2 separate regions of the Sus scrofa genome follow, and region 1 is linked to region 2. Evidence: chromatin contacts called from public HiChIP or PLAC-seq data. All regions are on one chromosome and are shown on one strand. The core of a region is the stretch at or near the end of the contact, and the rest is flanking DNA. Distances in the headings are between cores, read along the strand shown. Region 1 holds the start of C4H8orf89 (putative uncharacterized protein C8orf89 homolog). Region 2 holds the start of LY96 (lymphocyte antigen 96).

Region 1 (6,457 bases), core at 3,423-5,922, 660 kb before region 2:
TGCCTCCCTGTGTGAGCAGCCCTTCATCTCCGGCACCTGGGGATTTCCTCCTCTTGGGTCCTAGCTCAGCCACATGGCCATAAATTCTGCTAATACACTGTACCCAGCATTTGAAATATACAGAAGCAGAATGGCATTTCTTCCATGTCAGCTTCCTCTGCCACACTGGCCAGAAGCTCCCAGAATAACTTTTCAAATGATGACATAAACAACAGAAGAATGTAATTTCTTTTGTAGACAAAGATAGTTCAATATCAATAAGAAAGGGAACTCTGAGGGAGTGTTTATTAAAGAACAGATAATTCCTTACAGAAAAATACAAGTGGTCAATGAAAGTGCACCTTCACTAGTAACCCCCCAAAAAGTAGTTACATTGCTAAAATGTCGGGGACTGTTGTTGCAGCTAGCAATACCTTAATCCATGCAATGATTTATTCCCAAGGATGAATGTACTAGCTCACTCAAATATCTTCACTAAGCATGTACTATCTGCAAGTCTATGTGCCATGCGCATGGCAAATACAATGTGAACTGTGAATTGTGACTTCACAGAATTTCCAGTCCAAAAGGAAAAACGGTAGCCACTCATACAAATATAAGGTCAAGTGTCCCATGATGGCCTGAAGGGAGCTGGATAGATGGATATACAGTCTATCACATCATAGGAATTCAAAGGAGGGAGATATTGGTGTTCCCGCAGTGACTCAGTGGTAACAAACCCGACTAGTATCCATGAGGATGTGGATTGGATCCCTGGCCCAGATCAGTGGGTTAAGGATCCCATGTTGCCGTGACTGTGGTGTAAGGCCGGCAGCTACAGCTCTGACGCCACCCTTAGCCTGGGAACTTCCATATGCTGTCAGTGCAGCCCTGCAAAGACCAAAAAAAAAAAAAAAAAAAGAAAGAAAAGAAAAAGAAAAGGAGGGAGATATTACTTTCACAAGGGGTGAACCCCTGTTTGAACAAAAGACTTGGGAGAAACTAGAAAATGACATTGACATAGGATTTAGACCAGCTGAATGAAATGTGGGTAGAAGCCCTGCAGGAAAAAATAAAGATGTGAAAGGTGCTCTAGAGAGTGGAGAGGTTCAGCATGAGGCAAGATCAGACACATTTGAATGCAAAGTGTATTTTCTTCTTTGAGCAAGGAGAAGGCAGGAAGGTTTTCGAACAGAGGTGTGGTATATTCCCAGCTATGCTTTAGAAAGATTAAGCTGGCAGAGACTGGAGCCAGGCTGAGAGGTTACATTGAGTAGTTCAGAGTGCTTAAATTAGAGCAAGAGACTTTGACAAAGCTGACGATTGAATTTTGGAGGTTCAGCAAAGAACAAAAGAGTCAAAGATGACTGAGGCTGTGAACCAGGAGAATTGTTGGGACGATGATTTAAATTCAGAGAAAAGGGAGCTCCCATTGTGGCTCAGTAGAAACGAATCCAACCCGTATCCATGAGGATATGGGTTTGATCCCTGGTCTCACGTACCCGGTTAAGGATCTGAGGTTGCCATGTGCTGTGGTGTAGGTCGCAGATGAGGCCTGGATCTGGCATTGCTGTAGCTGTGGTGCAGGCTGGCAGCTGCAGCTCTGATTGGACCCGTGGCCTGGGAACCTCTATATGCTGCAGGTGCGGCCCTAAAAAAAGCAAATAAATAAATACAGAGAAAGTGCTTGTTCAGAGCTGGAGGGCAACAAGCACTTTAGTTTTCCATAAAAGGAGCACAGGACATTCAGGTAGGGATATATAACCTGGACCTAAGCTACAGGAACATTGAGGACAAGAGGTTTGGATGGGAGAGGAAGCTTTTAAGAGTCATCTGTTTACTGGTGAGAATTAAGGCCAGAGATTGGAACCAGAATCACAGGAAGCACTGGATCATGTCCAATTTTATAGGAGTTAACAGAGAAAGGAACTATGGCGGCTAATAATACTGTAACACCAAAGACATAATCTCATTTAATCCTAAAAAAAAAAAAAAGAAAAACAATTTCCAATTACTGACCAGGAATCCAGACCTAACAAAGAACACAAACACTGCAGTTAGATGAACCTGAATTCTAATCTAGGCTATGCCCTTTGTAGCTGCATAGCCATGGGGTCACGAAGAAAATAACAGTGCCTCTGACTCTCATAGGGTTAGTGCGGATGAAATTTTGAAATGCATGTCAAGTGTTCAGCACAGTGCTAGACATGGAATCAACACTCAATAAGTGAGAGCTATTGATTTGCTTTTTTTTTGTCTTTTTGCTATTTCTTTGGGCCGCTCCCGCAGCATATGGAGGTTCCCAGGCTAGGGGTCGAATCGGAGCTGTAGCTGCCGGCCTACACCAGAGCCGCAGCAACGTGGGATCCGAGCCGCGTCTGCAACCTACACCACAGCTCACGGCAACGCCGGATCGTTAACCCACTGAGCAGGGGCAGGGACCGAACCCGCAACCTCACGGTTCCTAGTCGGATTCGTTAACCACTGCGCCACGACGGGAACTCCCTGATTTGCTTTTTTAAAATAATAATAAACACCTTTTTCTCACTACAGCCTGTTGATGGAAATGTAAATCAGTAAAGGCTTTTTGGAAGGCAATTTCCACCGGAATTTTTAAGGTACATATATCTGACCCAGCAATTCTGCTCCAAGGAATTCACTTTATAGAAGTGTTCCCATGTGTAAGAATGTTGTTCACAGTTGCACTGTTTATAATGAGGAAAAATCGCACCCAGTCTTGAGGAGGGATGGTTACATGGGTTATGAGGCTTCTGTACCATATGATCATCCATCTATATGACACATCTACGAAATGTTCAATGAAGACCTAAGTAAACTGATATGAAAGGTATTTTCCATATCTTCTGATGTGAAAGAGGCAACTTCTTAAAAAAATTCATTTATGATTCTATTGATGAATCAAAAAATGAAAAGAGAATGAAGGAACACATAATGAATTTACGGAGTATCAGAAAGTAAAAGAGTAGAGGGAGTTCCCCTCGTAGTACAGCAGAAACAGATCTGACTAGCATCCATGAGGACACTGGTTCGATCCCCAGCCTCATTCAATGGATTAAGGATCTGGCATTGCCATGAGCTGTGGTGTAGGTTGCAGAAGTGGCTCGGATCTGGGGTTGCCATGGCTGTGGTGTGGGCTGGCGGGCTACAGCTTTGATTTGATCCCTAGCCTAGGAACCTCCATATACAGCAGGTGCAGCCCTAAAAAGACACACACACACACACACACAAAATGTGAAGGAGTAGAAACTAAAGAGGGCTTTCGCTTCCAACTCTATATACTTCTGTGCTGTTTGATGAGAAGTACTAACGTATTATACTGTCATTTCAAAAATGTAAGAACTTAAGCAAATGTCGGGGAGTTCCCATCATGGCTCAGTGGGTTAACGAATCCAACTAGGAACCATGGGGTTGCAGGTTCGATCCCTGGCCTTGCTCAGTGGGTTAAGGATCTGGCATTGCCGTGGCTGTGGCATAGGCCAGCAGCTACAGCTCCAATTGGATCCCTAGCCTGGGAACCTCCATATGCTGCGGGTGAGGCCCTAGAAAAGACAAAAAAAAAAAAAAAAGCAAATGTCAGAAGTATTTTTGAAGAAATGCCATTGTAATGGGAGACTTAACTCACCATTAACAAGGGAGATAAAAAGTTAATAAAGATGATGGGTGGGGAATATTGTACTCCACACTACAAATTCCCTGAAAATGGTTACAAAACTGAATGTGTCTACAGAGAGGCTCCCTAGCTTCCCTATGACCCCAGAAAGTGTGCAGGGGAAAATGACCCATACAGTAGATAGAACAGACTCCCTGCATCACACAAATTTTCTCTAGTGTTTTTAACCCCTCGTGAGAAAAGTAAGACACACAAATTATAGGTAAATCAGAAATGGTACAAAGAAAAGTGGCAATGAAAATTGGGCCGGAGCTGTTTGAAGGACATGGTCTTTGTCCCAAGTCCTGCTCCACCTGGCTGGGGGCAGGTATGAGAGGAAGGGAGATGCGGTGGCAGTCAAAGAAGAAAACAAACACATTCAATCCTCTCTGGAGTTTAACCCTGGGAGGGCCGGAGGGTGGTCCATAAATAAGAATGGGTCTGCTTGTGGGGTGGATGTGTGTGCCTGCCCAGACCACGACCTGCGTGTGTGGGGAGGCACAGATCTGGCCGGCAGGCCTCTTCCCCTGGCGTCACCCACATCTCTCTCCTTCACTTGACCCTGCTGCAGCCTCCGTCAGGTCCTCAGACCCGGTCAGGTCCTCAGACCCGGCCTTCCCGCCAGCTACCCTTGAGGTGCATCAGAAGAATCCTGCGGGCGACGCGGGCGACCCGTTTGCATCACTAGGCTAGCTCCCCTTCTTGGGACAGGGCCGTACCCGCTGACCTCCGGGACCCACCTCCCTTCCACCGCCCCTCCGCCCTCCGCCCCTCCGCCCGTCCCTGGCCAGGGCTCCCTGGGACCGGACCCTCACTCACTGTCCCCGCAGCTCCGCCGTGGAGGGGAGTGGCTTCTTCACCTGCTTGGCCCGTGGCGGCGGCGCCCAGGTCTGGGGCTCCGGCCGCGGAGTCAGCGGGGTCAGCGGGGGCAGCGGGGGCAGCGGACAGCGCGGGAGCCAGCGGCCGCCCGGCGCGGAGCCAAGCCACCGGCCCGGCGTGGCCGAGACGCGGGGCTGGCCGCGGCGGCGGCGGGGCGGGGCTGCCGGCCGCGCGCTCGCTCGGGCGCCGCTCTCGGGGCGAACATGCTCTGCGGCCGGCAGCCCGGCAACGCTCGGGAGCGCGGCAGCTGAGCTCCGCCCGGCCTGGCGAGCGGCTGCAGCCCCGCCCGCCCTACGCGCGCCGGTTGCCAGGCACCCGGAGCTTCCGGGGTGTCTTCTGCGCTGTCCCCGGCCGTCCTCGGGCAGGGGGCCGGGCGGAGAGTCGGAGAGTCGTGCCAAGATGGTGCTTGGGCGGCGGGGAGGCCGCTGGGACTCAATGGACAACTACTACAGGGTGCCGCCGCCTTCGGGGTCACCGCTGCAGGGGTTTGGGTGGGAAGAGGGCGCTGTCGTGACACAAGGTCAGTGTGGCATCAAAGTGGTGCCACGCACTACACATAGGATGGGCAATGGGCTGTTGGACAAGGTCGGCGAGATTCAGTTCTCTGGGTTGCATTTTAAAGATTCAAACTAACCAGGCTCTCCAGAGTACTGATGAGTCTGGACCAGCAATACCTGACTAGCGCAGTCTTCGGTAAGTGACGTAATCCGAGGTCGCTCACCGTGTCCGCCCGGATTCTTCGTTCGGTGCTTTGTCTAGGTTCTTGGTGAAAGGTTCGGCGCGGGGCCCCTCCCTGGCTAGGAAGCCTAGCAGCCTGGCTCGCACAGGGGCGTCTTAGCCTCTGTATACTCTTGCCAAATAGTTCTAAGCCCTGTCTTCATTTCTTGACATCCACTAGGGCTGCAGGTTTAGCCCTGGTAATAGGGTTTCGGCGAAGCCCCCAGATTCCTTAATCTGTCAGCACACCACCTGTTTTCATTAAACTTGATACTAACCTTTCCTAGCTCTTCTGGTTAAGAAAACCAACTTGAATCAGACTTGGAACCTAATACTAGCTCCACCACTTCATTGTATGACCCGGGGGGGGGGGGGAGTTAGCCCATCACCTAAAGAATGGGCATAGTGGTGTATTTACCTAATAGAACAGGCTGCACATTAAAAATCACATGGAGAATTTGAGGGGAGAAAGTATGGGGCCCATCCTGAAACCAACTAAGAATTCAGCTCTGAGGCTGTACTCGAGTGGAACCCCCCACCCAGGATTATGTGGATTAAGAGTACACTAGTACTCATTATTCGATCAAATGTTTATTATTCAATGGCCTGTTTTGAGTTTGCCGTATCCTCCTCTTGGCTATCATATCACACCCCCCACTGAAACTCTTCCAATGCCACACCTGGATCCTGCTGCCCTGCCCCCAGGTGCCCAATTCTCCCTCCTCTGTGCAGCTTCCTATCCTCACAGCAGGAACCAGCTCCTAGATTCTGCTAACAGGTTTTCATGTACTAATATCCCTGCATAATAAAACTCATTTTTTTCCTGAGTATATACATATATATATATATATATAAAATTTTGTATCTGTTGTGTATCTCCATAACCCCTATTCCAGCCCCTACTCCTCCTCACTATTCCCCACCTAAACACCCAAGGGATAAAACGTGTCAACACTGAAGATGCAAATTTTTATATGGCTACTGCCCCTAAAAGGTCTGATTCACTCAATCAAATAAGCAAAAGGCTTGCAATGCAGCCAGGAATTGTTCTATGTACTAGAATAGAGGCTAAGACCCAAATTTGATATATACTCAAATCTTGAGGAGTGGCTGTGAAAAGCAACAGATATCAAGTAAATGGAAAAATTATTACAGATGGTAACAGATGCTATGCAAAAAAAACAGAACAGGGTTAAATGAAGAGATGTGCCA
Region 2 (6,478 bases), core at 3,402-5,901:
AGAATCAGAGCTGCAGCTGTCGGCCTACACCACAGCCACAGCAATGCCAGATCCAGCCCTTGTCTGTGAACTACACCACAGCTCACAGTAGCACTGGATCCTTAACCCACTGAGCAAGGCCAGGGGTCAAACCTACATCCTCATGAATACTAGTCAGATTCCTTTCCCCTGAGCCACGATGGGAACTCCAGACCATCAACCTCTAACTGAACCCACTGGAACTGAATGTGTTTCTTCCAATGGCGGTAAGTTTCCTTCCTGCTCAGAAATACTCAAGATATGTGTACTGTTTCATTGAGCTACCAGTCACTTTGCAAGGTGCCAAGGGGAAAAAAATGAGGCTCAGGAAGCTTAATTCAATCACCAGAGTCTCAGGTCACAAACAGCAACACCAGGATTTGAATGTATAGATCTGACTCTGAATCTCATCTTCTTCCCTGCCAGGGCTCTGCCTTGATTTCCTGCTGCCCCACCACTTACATTTCCATGGGATGGTGTAAAGGGACCAGTGGTTCTGGCCTTTCAGGAGGAGTCTTGATTTCTTACCACATGAATCTTTTTTTTTTTTTTTTTTTTTTTTTTTTTTTTTTTTTTTTTTTTTAGAGCTGCTTGTTTTCCCCAAAACAATTGATCCAGGAGAGCAAGGTAGAGGGCACAATGTCATTTATGATCTACCTTGGAAATTTCATTTTGTCATTTGCAATATTTTCTTAGTGACACAGTGACCTTTATTCGATTTTGGAAGGCACTATGCAGGGATTTGTATACCAAGAAGTAAGGACCATTGAAAGTCACCCTAGAGGGCGGCTACTCCAGTGTTCATCCATCAAGAAGCACCTGTCTCACTTTATGATGTTAGCAACTGTTGTTAGCATCTCAGTCCACTAATTCATTAGGTATTGAAAAATGGCTATGTCTGGAGTTCCTGTTGTGGCGAAGCAGAAACGAATCCGACTAGGAACCATGAGGTTGCGGGTTCGATCCCTGGCCTCGCTCAGTGGGTTAAGGATCCGGCGTTGCCATGCGCTGGGGTGTAGGTCGCAAACGTGGCTCGGATCCTGCATTGCTGTGGCTGTGGTGTAGGCCGGCAGCTACGGCTCTGAATGGACCCCTAGCCTGGGAACCTCCATATGCCGCAGGTGCGGCCCTAAAAAGACAAAAGACAACAACAAAAAAATGGTTATGTTCTATTATTCTTTTTTCATATATTAGTCGAAATATTTCCAAAAGTAGAGAAAAGAGTACAGGAAGGCAAGGGGAACTTTACTAGTACTATTTGGTTACCACTAGTTCAGTTTCTATAGAAAAGTCGTGATGAATGCTTGATTCTTTCCCTTTAACAGTTTTCAAAACAGAGTTGGTTTCCTAGCGTTATCTGATGATTAGACTTTAAAAATACTATGAATAAAACTGGGTTGTGATGATTGTTGTACAACTATCAGTGTAATAAAATTCATTGAGTAAAAAAAATAAACCTAGGCTCCTTCAAGTTAAAAAAAATATCAGCTCATGGATTGGAATATATTTGATGTATTTCAATTCATTGCAGTTACTCTCTTATAAATGTTCAGAATAGTCTACGTGTAGGCTGAATAATGGTTTCCTGGAATGTTCATGTCTGAAATCTGTGAATGTCACATTAAATGGCAAAAGGGATTTTACAGGCAGATCTTGAATTAGAGGGAGATTATTCTGTATTATCTAAATGGTTCCAGTGTAATCACAGGATCCTTATAAGAGGGAGGCAGGAGATCAGAGGAGAGGGTGTGATAATGGAAGCAGAGATTGGAGTGCTGGACCTTGAAGATAAAGGAATGAAAAGGGCAATGGATTCTTCCCCTAGAGTCTCTGGAAAACCCAGCTGTGCTTGATTTTAGCCCATTGAAACTGATTTCAGATTTCTGACCTCCAGAACTGTATCTTACATTTGTATTGTCTTAAGGCACTAAGTTTGTGGTTATCTGTTAAAGCAGCAGTAGGAAACCCACCTTTGGTCAATGGGACTGTCTTCAGATTGGTAATTCAATGTGAGCAGATGTTCTAGGCTCATCTTTTCTGCCTCCAACCTGGAAGCAGCAATTTCTCTAGAGTCTTTGCTCCTTTTAGTGAGAATTGGTATTTTGAGACTACTAGGAGCACTCATGGAGTTTTCCTCTTTTTTTTGCCGTAATATATATATATATATATATATATATATATATATATATATAATGGCTACACCCACAGCATATGGAAGTCCCCCATATGGAAGGGATTGAATTTGAGCTACAGCTGTAATCTGTGCTACAGCTGTGGCAAGGCTGGATCTTTTAACCCAAAGCACTGGTCTGGGAATTAAATCCACACCTCTGCAGTGACCCAAACTGTTGCATCAGATTCTTTTTTTTTTTTTGTCTTTTGGTCGTTGTTGTTGTTGTTGCTATTTCTTGGGCCGCTCCCGCGGCATATGGAGATTCCCAGGCTAGGGGTTGGATCGGAGCTGTAGCCACCGGCCTACGCCAGAGCCACAGCAACGCAGGATCCGAGCCGCGTCTGCAACCTACACCACAGCTCACGGCAACGCTGGATCGTTAACCCACTGAGCAAGGGCAGGGACCAAACCCTCAACCTCATGGTTCCTAGTCGGATTCGTTAACCACTGCGCCACGACGGGAACTCCTTTTCTTTTTTTTTCTTTTTTTTTTTTTTTTGTCTTTTGGTCGTTGTTGTTGTTGCATCAGATTCTTAAACCACTGGGCCACAGCAGTCACTCCTAAATATATATATATATATATATATATATATATATATATATATATATATTTTTAAGGCCGTACCTGTGGAAGTTCCCAGGCTAGTGGCCTAATATAAGCTGCAGCTGCCGGCCTACCCCACAGCCACAGCAACATGGGGTCCAAGCTGTACCTGCAACCTAGACCACAGCTCAGGCAACACTGGATCCGTAACTCACTGAAGGAGGCCAGGGATTGAACTTGCGTTCTCATGGATACTGGTCTAGTTCGTAACTTGTTGAGCCACATCAAGAACTCTCCTAAAATATTTTTTTAAATTGTGGTAAAAATATATAACATAAAATTTACCATCTTAACCAAATGTACAGTTCGGGACTGTTAATTATATTTACATTGGTATGCAACAGCTCTCTAAAAGTTTTTCATTTTGCTGAAACTCACTCCCATCGAGAAACCCCCCATTTCCCCAGATTCTCCCACCCCCTGATAGATTTTCACCTTTTAAAAAAATGGTGAAGTAGTACAGATCTTCAGTCAAACCTTTTACAAATATTATTTTCCTCTAAACTTGTAGATGTTTAGAGCTTGAACTCCATGCCATTTTTGGCTACAAATCCCAAACCTCGTCCTATAAAGGATTTCAGGTAGCAAAGCATCTAAAGGGCTATCTGTTTTTCTAGAACAGAGTGAAATAACAGTGAAATATTTCCACTCACAAAATAATGACCATTTCATTACTAGAGCTCAAAGTAGCCCCTGGACCTGTAGTTTGCTAAAGTGAGTGAATCTCACGCCTGGTGGGACCCCTGCCCGCAATTACAGAACCACAGCTAGTGTCCTGTGCTTAGAGTCTCCTCCAGCTGAGCTCCATCCTTTGGCTGAAACTTTCTCTGAGCAGAAACAGCATGAGACTGTTCAGTTCAGATCTACAGGTCCTGCTCTCTGGGTCCAGAGAATTGTTGTATAACAAACTTGTGGAAGAGAAAGTTCCCGTTGTGGCTCAGTGGTAATGAACCCAACTCGTATCCATGAGGATACAAGTTTGATCCCTGGCCCTGCTCAGTGAGTTAAGGATCCAGTGTTGCCACGAGCTGTGGTGTAGGTTGCAGACTCGGCTGAGATCTGGTGTTGGCTGTGGCTGTGGCATAGGTTGGCAACTGCAGCTCTGATTTGACCCCTAGCCTGGGAACTTCCATACACTGTAGGTGCAATCCTAAACAGACGAAAAAACAAACAAACAAAAAAAACTTGTGGGAGAGAACAGCAATGCAGAGGGATAAAGAGTGCTAATGTTTTTGGGGATTTTTTTTTGGAATATAGTTGTTTTACAATGTTGTGTTAGTTTCAGGGGTATAGCAAAGTGATTTAGTTATATATATGGATATATTCATTCTTTCTCCCATATAGCTTATTACAGGATAGTGAGTAGAGTTTCCTGAGCTATGCAGTAGGTCCTTGTTGGTTATCTATTTTGAATATAGTAGTGTGTATCTGTTAATCCCAAACTCCTAATTTATCCCCCTCCCACCCACATTTCCCCTTTGGTAACCATAAATTGATTTTTGAAATCTGTTTCTTTTTTGTAAATAGGTTCATTTGTATCATTTTAAAAATGAGATTCCACATATAACTGATATCTTATGATTTCTCTAGGTCCATCCAAGCTGCTGCAGGGCATGCTGGTTTTTTAAGCTTCTAAAAAAGACCCACAGACTGGTTTTGTTAGTAGTGACTGGGAAGTACCTGGTTTTGTTTTTAAAGCGCTGTGCTCGCCTTTGTATCACGTGTTTGAAGAGTACATTACAAATCATTTTCCTCTCCTCTTGCAGGAAGTGCTCAAATATTCAACACACACATGCACACACACTCAAAAGAGGAACAGTCGGGTAGCGACTCAGAAATCATGTGACTGATGACTAAGTTAAATCTTTTCTGCTTATTAAAAGGGAAGAGTCTGATGATTAGTTACTGATTCTCCTTACATTTTTAACATTTTGGAGATATTGAAGCATGTTTCCATTTATGCTGTTTTCCACCTTGTTTTCTTCCATATTTACTGAACCTAGGGAGAAAATGTGGATCTGCAATTCCTCTGATGCAAGTCTTTGGTACAACTACTGTGGTAAGTAAAAGGGCAAAGCAGGGACGAACAACTGTTTTCAGGGTACGTTTTCACAAAAACCTTCTGCTGTTGCTGGGCGGGACACAGGAAATGACTGCCTGTACCAGCTGCTGGCAGCAAAAATGATGTCTAGTTACTGCCCCGGGTGGATTTTCTTGATCCTTTACAGACCTCACGAGTCTGAACTTCGTTGTACTTGACCTCCAAGTGCGTCTGTTTCAGATTCTTTGCAGTTTTGCTAGAACTGCCTGCTTCGGACTCATTTTGCCTCAGCTGTAAGGCTGACTGGTTCTTCTTGAGAAGGTAGAAGGGTCCTAGCTGCTTCCCAGAATTGATTATTGCTCCGGGCTGTGTTTTTTTGTTTGTTTGTTTTTTGGTTTTTGGGTTTTTTTCCCAGCACAATGTTGGGCATGTAACAGGGGCTCTGTAAGTGTTTCAGCCTGTGGTTTTTGAAGACTCTTGGAATTGCCTCCCTGATTAGATGTAAGCCTGATTCTGTCAGTTAGATCCTTAACCACTGAGCGAGGCCAGGGATCAAATCTGTGTCCTAGTGGATACTAGTCAGATTCATTTCTGCTGAGCCAAGACGGGAACTCCTGAAAGTGGTTTCTGAACCTTTTTTATGTGGATTGTTTTGAAGCAGATTTTTCTCTCTATGTGGCACAGAGCCACATAGAAATACTAATACTGATTATTTAAAAAAAAAAAAAATCGGAGTTCCCGTTGTGGCACGGTGATTGACGAATCTGACTAGGAACCATGAGGTTGCGGGTTCAATCCCTGCCCTTGCTCAGTGGGTTAACGATCCGGTGTTGCCGTGAGCTGTGGTGTAGTTCGCAGACGCAGATCGGATACTGCGCTGCAGTGGCTCTGGCTTAGGCTGGCAGCTACAGCTCCGATTGGACTCCTAGCCTGGGAACCTCCATATGCTGCAGGAGCGGCCCAAGAAATGGCAAAAAGACAATAAATAAATAAATAAATAAGTAAATAAATAAAATAAAATAAATTTTTAAAAAAATCAAGACTTCCCTTTGGTGCAATGAGTTTAGGATCCTGGTTTGTCACTGCAGTGGCTTGAGTGACTGCTGTGACATGAGTTTGATCCCTGGCCTGGGAACTTCCACATGCCTTGCATGCAGCCAAAAAAAAAAAAAAGAAAAATCAGCCACATTCTAATGCTATTAACTGGTTGGATCACTATTATTTTCTTTTGTCTTGTTTTGTGTTGCCCTCTTTCTCTACAAATATTTGCTTGGGGGTTGCCTGTTTGGTTTGGTGCTCTCCATGGATTGGTTGGTCTTTTCTATCCACTAGTGATATCAAGAAGGTTTAATGGAATCCTTTGGAAAATACTAGTTCTTTGAGACTCTCTGGGGAACAAGGATTTATGGTCTAATCGTTTGGGGGAGATTTACAAATGTACTTTGTGTTCTGAGAAGTTCTGTGATAAAGAAACCCATTTCATCTCCCAATTTTCAGATTTATTTATTTATTTATTTATTTATTTATTTACTCACTTATTTATTTTTGTCTTTTTAGGTCTGCACCCGTGACATATGGAGGTTCCCAGGCTAGGGGTCGAATTGGAGCTGTAGCCGCTGTCCTACGCACAGCTGCATCTGCG

Evidence for each region. HiChIP or PLAC-seq counts read pairs in DNA pulled down with a chosen protein or histone mark.
Region 1: a contact with region 2 is called in an H3K27ac HiChIP or PLAC-seq map of skeletal muscle, with 6 times the contacts expected there. The contact joins the promoter of C4H8orf89 here to the promoter of LY96 in region 2. A contact is called at or near these places in 2 of 47 Hi-C or Micro-C datasets (embryonic fibroblasts and epiblast stem cells) and 1 of 2 datasets of contacts at active chromatin or transcription factors (skeletal muscle).

Annotation. Positions count from the first base shown.
Region 1 is chr4:62,609,758-62,616,214 of Sscrofa11.1, reverse strand. C4H8orf89 (putative uncharacterized protein C8orf89 homolog) reads right to left here and starts at 4,672. Exons shown (of 7, transcript XM_021089234.1): 1 at 4,510-4,672.
Region 2 is chr4:61,948,803-61,955,280 of Sscrofa11.1, reverse strand. LY96 (lymphocyte antigen 96) reads left to right here and starts at 4,651. Exons shown (of 5, transcript NM_001104956.1): 1 at 4,651-4,854. The coding sequence starts at 4,743.